2 separate regions of the Mus musculus genome follow, and region 2 is linked to region 1. The links are chromatin contacts, called in public HiChIP or PLAC-seq maps. All regions are on one chromosome and are shown on one strand. Each heading gives the region's core, a stretch centred on a gene start, on an enhancer-like site or on the middle of the called end of the contact. The rest is flanking DNA. Distances are from core to core; before and after follow the strand shown.

Region 1 (5,909 bases), core at 2,086-4,585:
ATGGAGACCGGAAATAAGTATAATCTTTATGGATCCCCCTCACAGTCTCTCCTTTTGGAATTATGAGTTTACAATCTGTCATAATCATGTATTGGAGGTGCAGAAAATGGTAACAGGAGGCAGAGAAATCCTTTTCCCCGCTCAGCTGCAAAGGCAGCTATTATAACCCCAAGTTTTGTATTGTACACTTCCAAAATTAGAATCTAGTGACACTGGTCTGTAGGATGGCATTAGGGAAGCACCCAGGGTCCAGTGTTTGCATGCCCAAGCCTGTACTGTAGGCTTGACATGTAGTTGTTATTTAAAACAGGTATGAGTGAATGTGTGAATGAACGAATGAATGAATGAATATAATTAGCCATTGGGCAGGATCTGATTCTGCACTTTTGTCCTGTCAATCATCTTTGCTCTGGGAAAACAAGGAAAGGAGGGATCAACTGGCCTAGGAATGTTGGGTAATACCAATAAAGGATGCAGCCGAACCAGTAACTCCTGTGTGACTTCCTCTCTTTCCACAGGCACAGTACTCAACACGGTCTAAGAAGTAAAGTTCACCCAGTGAGGGAACAAGAAGGGTAAGAGGAAGGAGAGAGCTTCAGTCAGCGAGGGAACAAGAAGGGTACGAGGAAGGAGAGAGCCAGCTCCCAAAAGCCAGTCGCGGTGTCCGGATAACTCAGTTCCTGTTGGAAGTGACAAGTTCTGATCCTCATCTGTGTTGGGGTACAAAAGGAGATGTTGTGTTAGGGTATAAAAGGAGATACTGATTAGCTTTGTAAATTATGTCATGTTGCACTTCAGTCTCTGTGGCCTCGATACTGAAAATTAGCTCAACAAAGCCAGTTACAAGTTTTCTGTAGTTTATTGGTCAAAGAACAGTTCTCCAACACTTCTGATTGTCCCCTTTCTCTTCGTCCTCAGTCATGCTATTGGTTTGACTGTGCTGATCCTAAGCACACATTTTAGCATGGTGTCTTCATAGGTGGAGGTTAGCAGAGACTGAAGAAACCATTTTTAAGTCCAGGAATAATAATCACTGCTAAATCCTGGTGTATAGCTGGACTTTTTTTTCTGTGCATAGATGTATAATTCCAGTAGCTTGTGATCAGTCTACCCTTTTTATTTTTTATTTACCTATTTATTATTTTTGGTCTCACCTAGCCCAGATTGGTCTGTATCTCAGTATGTAGGAGAAACTGGCCTTGAACTCCTGATTTTCCTGTTTCTACCTCCTAGTGTTAGGACTTCAGATTACATATTATTGTTTTGTATCCTATATTTTCCTGACACTATGTAATAAAACTATCTTTCTACATTACTGCATTAGTTACATCTCCCTAGCTGCTGTGACAAAGCACCAGGACAAAGGCAGCTTTTATAACAAAGTATCTATTTGGGTGAATTGCTCCAGAGGGTCTAGAGTCAGTGGTGGCAGGGGAGCTTGGCAGGCATGACAGCAGCATAGGAAGTTGATTGCTCAGGTCTTGAACCATAAGCACCAAGCATAGAGAAGAGCACTGGGCAAGGCTTTGAAACATCAAAGCTCACCATCACTCCCACCAGGAATTCTTCCTCCAGCAAGGCTGGGTTGCTTATACCTCCCCAAATAGCACTCACCCACTGGGGAGCAAGTGTTCAGATACATGAGCCTCTGAGGGACATTATCACAATTACTAAACATGACCTACTAAAATATCTTTTCTTCTTTTTTTTTTTTGGGGGGGGGGTCATGTTCTTTAGAAAGTGTCTCCCTGTATAACCCTGGTTGTCCTGGAACTATATAGACCAGGCTGGCCTTGAACTCACAGAGATCTGCCCGCTTCTGCCTCCCAAATGCTGGGGTTAAAGGCTTGTGCCACCACACCTGGTGAAGTAGTAGTAGTAAGAAAGTACTCTTTATGTAATCAGACATTTCCAAGGCTGAAAGTCGCTGCCTCTTGGTAGAGACTCCTGTATTTCTGGTCATTCTTTCATGTTATTCTAGGTAGAATTTGAGGTTGAATAATATATGCCTTTTCAAGATTCATGGTCTTGATCATTTTCCCTTGTATTCATTAAGTACTCCATTTTTTTTTCTTTTCTTTTTAGGTTTCTTCTGCTTAGGGAACACATAAACTCTTGGTTATATGGGTTCATACTTTTAATGTTTTCAGTTTACTCTTTAGAAGTGGCAACGCATCTCAGTCAGGTGACCAGGAGTAATCATGCAAGCCTTCTAATACATCTTAGCATCCTGGAGGTCTCCTAGGCTAGGTTTCCAAAGGGTATTCGGCTTACTTTAACTTCTGATGCAGGACCCAGAGGGAGCCTGTGTTCTTGGAATACAAGGACACCTCAGAGAATAATCTCTTCTCTACCTTAGTCGAGGATTTATGCGTCCTCTATTTCTGAACTCTTGGGGACTCATTTTGTATGGTTAACCTTGCACAGCTGTGGGGCAAAGCGGGCACTCCTGAATGAGGCCTCAGGGTCCCTATGGCGAGAGACACAGCGATTCTGACTCTTAGACCACTTCCTATTTGCCACTTGTAAATAAAGTACTTCCTGGAACCGCATGGATTCACTCCATCCTTCCTTGTTTGCTGCAGAAGCGGCAGCTTAGGAGGAGGGCAGAGCTGGTGCCCAGAGAGGGCCTACGGCCTTAGGAGCAGTGAAGCGAGGGGAGGGCTGGGTAAGAGTCGGGACGCGGTTTCCTTCTATTGTCTTCCCTTCCTCCAGCACCCCTCCGCACCCCACTTTTCCCTTCTTGTGCGCAGCGCAGAGATGGCGGGGCCCAGCCCTTCCTCTGTCCAGCTAAGTTTCCACAGCCGGCGGCCCAGGCGAGGCTGAGTTCAGTACCCAAGGCAGTGCACACAAACCGCCCTCTCTACCCTTGGGGTTTCTTCCTTGATCTGGCTGGAAACTTCGTACAGTGAGGACGCTCCGGCCGGGGCTTTTGGAATAGGCCCCAGGCTAGGCCCCTCTGGGGACACCCCGAGTGCAGACTCTGGCCTCTGGAGGGCCAGGGCGGGTGGAGAGGGAAGGGTAGGAGTGGGCGGTGCTCTTCGCTCCCCCAAACTCAGCTCTCTTCCGCGCGCGAGGCCCACCCCGCGGTTCCGAAGGACCCCGGCGCACAGCACCCGAGAGCGCCCGCCTGCCCGCCGGGCCCCGGGGACCCCGCCTGCGCGCCCGCAGGGAGGCGCGACTGCGGCCTAGGGCGCCCGGCGGCTCCTCCCCTCCCCCTCCCCCTCCCGGAAGCGCGGGGCGGGGTCCCCGGCCGGGCCGCGGGGGCGGGCGCGGGGGCCGGGCCGGGGCGGGGCGCGGCGGACTGTGCGCGCCCACTCGGCTCCAGGCGGCCAGCGCTCGCGGGCCCAGGCCGCCCGGCTCGACCTGAGCACCGCGGCGGCGCAGCGACGGGATCCCTGGAGAAGCAGCCGCAGTCTCGAGACGTCCCCCGCGCCCCCCACTGCCCGCCCCAGGCTCAGTGTATGGGGCCGCGGCCCGCCAACCTTCGTTGAGACCGTCCCCGGGGTGCGGTGGCCTCGGGCTCCAGAGCCCGCCCCGCCACCCGAGGGCTGCGCGCGGCCCCGGGCCTGCTCGCCGCGCGGCTCCGCGCGTCCCGGGCCAGGAAGTGGCGGCGCCGAGCGCCATGGCCCACTCCCCGGTGCAGTCGGGCCTGCCGGGCATGCAGGTAGGTTGGGGTGGCCCGGTCGGGCTGCGGCCAGGGCGGAAGCGGGCAACTTGGCGGTGTCAACACGCCCCCCCTCCCCCCAACCAGCCGGGCCCGCTTCTCCGGGATCTTCGCCGACTCGGGCGGCGGGGATCTCGGGTGTATGCACGTGGAGGGGCTTTGGGGTCTGCGGCCTGGGGCCGAGGTGGGGTGCAGGAGCTTTGCGCTCCCCAAGTCCGACGCGCAGGCCGAGCGCCCATCCCGGGCAGGAGTCTGAACTAGTGTCCTTGGAGGCCCCGCTTTGGTGCCTGGGCCCTATGTGGGCCTGGGACAGGGATAGCGGCACTCTGGGGTCCGTCCTCAGTTAGCAAAAGTCCCTCCCCAGACCCCTCAAGCGGGAGACCCGAGCGCAGGGCGGGAGCGCGCCCCGGCTGGTCACAGTCCGGGCGGGCCGCAGGGCGGGGTGCAGGAAGATGTAACCTCGCATCGGAGCCTGTAGTTCTGGTGCGGAAAGTGCGAGGTTGCAAACTCGGGAGGCGGAACCCACACCTCCGCGAGCGCCCTGGTGTGCAGAGCCCAGGTTCATCCCTCGGGTGCCAGGACTCCGCTGCTGGACTTTCACTTTGAGACCGGTTGGCATCCAGAGGAACTGTGTGCTAGCGGGCTTCTTGGTGCACACTTTGTATCTTCTTAGCCTGCCAGTGACTTTTTCTTCGGAGGGGAAGGGGGCGGTGAGGGGACGGAGTTGAATTTCAAGTTTATATGGATGCACGAACTTTTTTTTTGCTATTGAGGATGGTTTTCTGCACTTTGAAAAACAATCACTTGTCTGTTCAAACTTGTAAAGTTTGTGAGCGTATATAATAAATACAGACATAATGATTGCGATTAAGATAGCAAGACCAGTCAAAGTTTTGCTTTCCCAAGGAAGTGAACGGAAGAGTTTTGCTTAAAAAAAAACAAACAAAAATCAACAACAACAAAAAAAAAACAAAACACCTCAGAATATCCAAGGTTATCAGTTTATAGATGCAGCAGGCGCCTTCTCTCTGGCTTCAGGGTTGAGCCGCATGGACCTTGCTTGCCTCTTACTGCTTCTGCCACTTCTGAAAATAGTTCCTATCCCTCTTTTCTTCTTCTTTTTTCTTTCCATACCACGTAAGGAAAATGGTTTTCTTGGCCCCGGTTTTGAACTCTGGAAAAATAGGAATTCAAAGTTACCACTTCAGTGGCCACTAGAACTTGAGTCATTTTTAAGGGATAATAAAGTTGGAATTGAGAAGTGTCACTGGAAAAGTGCTCTCAAAGTATTCCTGAGTCTCACCTTGCCTGCGTTCTAAAACTTGATGGTGCTGGCCGCTAGTTGAAAGTCACCCCAGGCCTCCTGCAACTCTTGCCTTGGTTTGACTTCAGAGACAAGACATCAGGGTCAACTGGGTGACAGTTTCTTACCTGTGGCCAGAAGGACCTCGTGGCACATTTCTTCACGTTTTCTTCATTCTGGCTGCTATAGTGATTTACCTGGCTCCACCCTGAAGCCTCTTCACTAGCCCCAACCTTTGTAAAAGAAAGTGTTTGAAAAGATACTTAATGTGGCAGTGTGTGGGGTCAGTACCAAGTGGTTCCCAGCTGGATTCTGCTTCTGTTTGTTTTAAAGAATGGGCCAAAAAATCTTCATTTTGGGAAAAAGAAAAATTCAATAACTTTACCCAAAAAGTGTATTTCATACGTGTTCTTGAAAGGAAGATGTTTTAATTTTGCTTTTTGGTGTGAAGACGATAACCTTTTTTTACTAGTATTAATTTTTTTTGTCTGTTCTGGTTCCTCAGAGGAGGAAAAGTGGCTTCCCACAGTCGTACCCGCCCCTGTGTATGTCTTCAAACCATATGATACATTTTTGGTGTATTATTGGAGACTGTTCCTTCCTTCCCTTCCCTCCAGAAAAGAAAAACCAGCGCGTTTATTTTCAACTTGGAGTCAGGAGCTGCAGCTCCCTGGGAGCTGTTTTGAGGATTACATGAAAGGCAGATCTGGCCTTGACTCTTTCTAGGGTAAAACTGGAGAGGAAGAGAGAGGCATTCCCTATTGCTGCTGTGCTTATGAACTCCCTGTCCGTCCTGGCTCGGGTTTAGGAGGAACTGGGTTAGTTTGACAAGTCGGGTGTGGTAGTGGCTGTCTTCAATCCCAACGCTCAGGAGGTGGAGGCCTCCTGGATCTCTGTCAGTTCAAGGCCAGCCTGGGTTATCTTAGAGAGTTCAAGGCC
Region 2 (5,909 bases), core at 2,350-4,849, 2.7 Mb after region 1:
GGAGCTGTCTGTCCTGTTGAGTGTCCATCTCTAGCTGGGACCTGGGTATTGGGGATGCCTCATTTGCATAAGGAGGCATTCCAGGTGCTGCTGGACATGACCTTATAAAGGGAAAGGAAGTTTAACCCCGGCCTTGTGGCCTCCTCAGGTGAGGCAAAGCGGGGACCCAGGACTGTGTGCACTGGGGCATGCAGGCCCCAGGTGGGGGTGGGGATCCTACTCCTGTTCATTTCAGGATAAGATTTAGGGGTTTGGACACACCTCAGCCCTACTCTTGCTCGGGGTTTGTCCCCCCACCCCCATCCCACGGTTCCCTGGCCCCACGAGTGGGGGTAACCTGAGGGTGGGAGAGAGTGCACCCTCAGGCTCCTAGCCCGGTTTTCGGTTTGCTTTACTTGTGTTGAGCGTCACGGGGATGGTATTTTTTACATGGCTGCAGAAAGTCTGAGTTTAAAATGAATAGCACAGTGAGCTGCTGTCTCTGTAGCCGCCTTGCAGAGTTTCCCGGTCAAATGCGCTGCACAACCATGGCTAGTGGAATTCCTCTAGGAAGCTCCGGAGTCTCAATATGTGCTTGGGGGCACAAAACAGACATCTGCTAAGTGCCACAGGGACCAGGGGCTTCAGGGTGGCTTCACATAGGTGTGCCATTTCTTGGCGCATCCATCTGCCCCCTTGTTCTGTAGTTTACAGCTGTAATCAGGCACTTTACATTCTGAAAGCATCATGGTCTTGAAGCACCCTGAGTCTGGGTCTGTCCCTGGCTTGTGGTTGTCCGTGGTGTCAGAGGCTGCCCTCCCTTTAGTTGGAGTCCTGAGCCCCAGATGTTTACCCAGCTGACGTGTCACAGTGAGTGTGGGTCCCGCTTAGTAGGTCAGCTACAGAGGTGCAGGCAGCAGCAGCTGGGCGAGAGAGGACAGCTATGCTGAAGTGATGTCAGTTTTGTCCCATAGTGATCACCTTTGGAGCCGGGAAGGGCAGGAAGGCAGGAAGTCCTGCGACAGCACAGTCCGTGGAACCCTGGCTACTCTTTTAGGAACCTGCTTATTGAAAAGTCATGGCAGAAGAGTAGAGAAGGGGGTTCCTGGGGAACCCGGACATTCTCCCCAGGACTAGTGGCAGCGACAGTGACAGTAATACTACTTATCAGCAGGACCAGCAGTGTTCATACTCTGAAGCTGTAGTACTCTTTGGTGTTACTATCAGTAGCAATCAATACTCCTACTGTGCTGGCTAGTTTTTTATTAACTTGGCACAGCGGGCCTCGTCTGAAAGTAGGGACCCTCAATTGAGAATTCCTCCATAAGTTCTGTCCATTGGGCATTTTCTTAGTTAGTGATTAATGTGGGAGGGCCCAGAGCATTGTGGGGGCTCCCATCCCTGGGCCGGTAGCCCTGAGTTTTGTAAGAATGCAGGTGGAGGAAGCCAGAAAAGCAAGCCAGTGAGGAACACCCCTCCATGGTCTCTGCAGCAGCTCCTGCCTCTAGGTTCCTTCCCTGTTGGACTTCCTGTCCTTACTTCCTTCAGTGCTGGAGTAAGGATGTCGAAGTGTGAGCCGCATAAACCCTTTCCTCCTCGAGTTGCTTTTGGTTTTTTATGGCAGCAATGGTCACCCTGACTAGGACAATGGAGTGCTTCCCAGTAGTGGTAGTAGTAGTGATAGCAGTATTACTAGGACCCATGCTCAATGCGGTGTAGGTAGTTTGGTAGTAATAGAAAGCTCTGAACCACGTGTCCGCCCTTTATCCAAGATGCTACTTTTATCCCAGTTTTTAGGAACTGGGTGAGGTAGGAGGTATTCTTAGTATCAGTCAGTCCCTCACTACGAGCTTGTCAGTTTCTCGTGCTCAGGGCCACCCCAGAAATAAATGAAAGAGCTGAGTTTCTGTTTCAGGCGCTCTGAGATGAGCCCAGGCCTTCTAGGCTGGGGCTGATCTAACTAAGGTCAAAAACTTTGCCCTTAGCATCCCAAGTGGCTGCTGTTTGATCTTAGCCTAGGGATAATGGTGCAGAGATGGCCTCGGGGCAGTGGTGGCACATGAGTTTGTCAACTAGGATGCGGTCCAGGTTACAGTGTCTCCTGGGGTCACAAAGTCATATGCAGTACAGGAAAGTGGCTGTGACTGGTGAATCAGTGTGTCAGTGCGGTGTGTCCAGCTGGACACCCATCACCACCTGTGGTTGTCTCACATACCTGTTCAGCACCCCCTGTTACTGCACTCAGCGACTGGAGTGGACTGGTGTGATCTGGGATGGCAGTGCGATTAGGAGACCCTGATGCCCCGGGCAGAGGCTGACAGCTCTGTTTTTTTAATGAGCCCAGGGTCACAGAGTATGTGCCATTTGCTGGGACCCAGATCAACTGCTACTGAGGGCAGCTCATTTGCTCTGGCTTCTGACGCTCCGTCCTGTTGGCCTGCCGGGTCAGTCCAGGCATTAGGGATTAGGATGATGGGTATGGTAGTGCAGTGTGGGAGCTGGTGTGGGCAGGCTTTCCCTGTCAGACCTCTTCCCTTGCCCTGCCTTTAGATCAGGTCTTTGTTGGTTTATGATCTAATACTGGGCATGGATGCTTCGTTCCCTTGATGGACCCGGTGACCAGTCCTGGAGGTCACAGTGACATTGTGTCTCTACCATGACGACTAGCAGACCTTCTAATGCACTGAAATCTGGGGAGCTAAGAGTCATTTGTGTTCGGATAGGAAAACCTTTCTTTCTTCCTACTCCCTGCCAGCAAAAGGAAGCGGGCTTTCTAATACAAATACTTTCATTTTCATGGACTGGTTGGCCTATTGACGCTGCTGATTTGGAGAAGTCAGAGATAATTTTATATGGGGTAGCTAGCAGTGATCCAGTCACGTTTCAAAATCCACGCCCCGATGGATAGGGTGGGTGTGGTGGCAAATGCCTGTTACTCAATTAGCTGGGAGGTTGAGCAAGAGGAAAAGAGAGTTGCAGGTCAGCCTGGGCTACTGAGTGAAGCCTGTCTCTGAAAGCCAAGACACCACGTTTGGATGATGTTTAAGGTTACACCTGTTATACGTGCTCCTTTATGCATGGCTGTGATCCCGTTCCTGACAAACGCAAACGAAGGCAGAAGTGCTTACTCCGGCTTGGTAGTACCGCTCACAGTCTGAGGGAGCACATATCTCATCACGGATGGTGAGCGCGTTGGCTAGAACAGGAGACAGTTGGTCATATTGCGCCATAGTCAGAAAGCAGATTGAAGAACCCAGCTCTCTGCTCATTGCTGTCTTCACATGCTTGCCCAGAAGTTTGTCTCCTGGGTAATTCTGTATCCCGTCGGGTTGTCAGTCACTATTAACCCTCACAGGTTGTGTGAGCCACATGGGGTGAGCTGTTAGATTAACAGCTGGTTTTACGAGGCGATTTCTCATTTAGTGATCTCGGCTCCGTGTTGTTCCGCTGGACTTTTGAGTTTTAGAGAGCGGAAGGATGAACGGAGTGTGGCATCTTGTCTCTCTGGTGCCTCAATAGCACAAGGAATTATTCTAGGAAGACAGCACAGCTGTGTGAGCCACCCACCCCAGCCGGGCCTTCCCTAGGTGCTAACGGAGCTCTGCCAGAGAAAAGGTGGCGAGGAACTGGTGCAGAAGCCTTGCGTGGGATTTCTAGGTGGTGCTCCATGTTCTTCTGTGAAGCTGAGGACTGTGGAGAAACCAGCATGATCGTGACTTTGGAACACACCCGTGCAGGTCAGAGAAAGCCAGCTCGGAGCATCGAGTTCCCCGTAATCTGTCCCTTGTGTGCACCTCCTAGGAAGTGCCATGGGGACAGAGATGACTCACCATCTGGAGCCTTACTGTAAAGGGAGAGTCTGCACAGCCTGCCTCCTCACGTCATTCAGGCCTGGATTTTGAGTTATGAGGTGTCTTGCCTGTGGGAGAGTGAAGTTGGGGGCATCAAAGGAGCCTCAGGGGACTCTCCTGCATGTGGAGCCAGTCGTGGGCAAGGCACGGCATGGTTGTTTAAGTCTTTTTTTTTTAATATATATATTTATTTATTGATTATACGTTAACTACACTGTAGCTGTCTTCAGACACCCCAGAAGAGGGCATCTGATCTCATTATGGATGGTTGTGAGCCACCATGTGGTTGCTAGGATTTGAACTCAGAACCTTTGGAAAAGCAGTCAGTGCTCTTAACCGCTGAGCCAGTTTTCCAGCTGTTTAAGTCTATATATATATATATGTTTATAGTCTATATAGTCTGCCAGCTTCATCTGTGAAGTTGGCCTTTGGCCAAGACTGTTTGTTTGTTTGTTTTTGTTTGTTTGTTTTAAGACAAGGTGTCTCTATGTAACTCTGGCTGTCCTGGAACTCACTCTTGAGAACAGACTGGCCTTGAACTCAGGGATCTGCCTGCCTCTGCCTCCTGAGTGTTCGGCCCACTGCCTGAGGACTTTTCTCTTTTTAGGGTTTACTTTTATTATATTTGCATGAGTGTTTCGTCTGTCTGCCTGTCTGTCTGTGTACCACATGCATGTAGTACCCATGGAAGCCAGAAGAGAGCTTTGGACCTTCTGGAGATGGTGTTGGAGACTGTTGCTAACATGGTCAAGGCTTTCCCCCTGACTGTCGCTCGTCTGGGTGGATACTGGAGTATAGGGGATCCTGGAGGCTGCCATCTGAGGTAACCCTGCCCTTATCCAAGGTCAGAGGTCAGCAGTCAGTTCTGCCTGTGCCTTTGCTTGGGGTTGATTCCTGAGATGTGTCCAGGGATGCATTTCCTGGCTCTTTTTTTCCAAGTGGCTCCAACTTTCAGCTCAACCTAGGAGGCCATTGATAGAGACCAAGAGGGAGATGACCCAGGCAGGGAGAGGTGGACCACGCCTTGGGAAGCAGGTGTGGTCAGCTGTGTGTGCCCCGTGGGTTCCTGGACACTCTGACACTAGCTTATTTAGTGTTGACAGTGATGACTCTGAGTGAGAACCCAGAGAAAATGCTTTTAAACACTTTCTTTAAAAAGTCAGAGGATCCATTGCTTCACTGGAGAAAGGTTGTATTCATAATGGTAGGAGATTGAGACCAGCCATTAAGACACTATCCTCAAATGGGGTTCTCCAGGCAATGCCCAGGAAACTCTGCTTTCATAAATTAACATCTCTTGACAATCCTTGTGTTCTGCTAAGACTGTCTGCAAGCAGTGGGATTTGAAAGCCATTTGTGAAAGCTGATGTCTTAGCCACTAATTACAGTGTTTCCTCAGGCCTTTGAATTCAGCTTAATTTTTGAACATTTTGTGCAGAGGATTGAACACATAGCTTTGAGTGTGCCAGGCTCTCCCTCTGGCACTGAGGCAGCCTCTCTCACACCTCCAGGGGAGGCAGATGACCTCGGCTGCAGGTGGTCGGCTCAGAAGGGGTTTTAACTCTCCTGTGCCCACTCCTCGGAGGGACAGCGGGAGGAGGGAACTTGCTTGTCTTTACTCTGTTTGATTTCTTGCTCAGCTGCTTGCTGTCAGGGCCAAGGGTCATGGGACATTTTCTTTTTTAGGCTTTTAGGAACATTCCAAAGCCACACGACCAGAATCAGAAGGCCCTGCTTGTCTCTAAGCCACGCACCTGTAACTTATCAGCTCACATTGAGACTTGAGTCACCCAGGGCCCTGCTTGCTCCGTTTTGAAGCCGTTCCCACATATCACGCCTGTTATCTAAGAACAGTTCAATTTGTACCTTTAAGAGCTGAGCTTTCCCTGTGGAGTGTCAGCACCGTTGCCTGCAGACGCATTAACTCAAGTCTGTGCAGACAGCGTGTCTAGCCATAGCTCATTTCCCTCTCTTAGGGTTTTGACCTATATTTTATTGATTCTTTTGAATACCACTCTGTTGCCAACTAGGGCTTTTGGGCTCAAGTGTTCTTTCTGCCTCAGCATCTTAGGTAGTTGG

The links. HiChIP or PLAC-seq counts read pairs in DNA pulled down with a chosen protein or histone mark.
Region 2: an H3K27ac HiChIP or PLAC-seq map of acute myeloid leukemia shows a contact between it and region 1, with 6 times the contacts expected there. The contact joins the enhancer-like site here to the promoter of Stk24 in region 1. A contact is called at or near these places in 3 of 39 promoter capture datasets (liver, pre-B cells and stem cell-derived epiblast-like cells) and 1 of 115 datasets of contacts at active chromatin or transcription factors (acute myeloid leukemia).

The regions. Positions count from the first base shown.
Region 1 is chr14:121,376,656-121,382,564 of GRCm38.p6, reverse strand. Stk24 (serine/threonine kinase 24) reads left to right here and starts at 3,335. Exons shown (of 11, transcript NM_145465.2): 1 at 3,335-3,667. The coding sequence starts at 3,626.
Region 2 is chr14:118,660,086-118,665,994 of GRCm38.p6, reverse strand. The region is part of intron 3 of Abcc4 (ATP-binding cassette, sub-family C (CFTR/MRP), member 4); the gene reads left to right. Among named protein-coding and RNA genes, the nearest start is that of Gm52104, 20 kb to the right of the region's middle. Within about 2 kb of position 3,599, at least 65 of the 459 cell types and tissues checked have an H3K27ac peak or open chromatin away from gene starts, as enhancers often do. A contact at or near this core is called in acute myeloid leukemia, where this site is marked.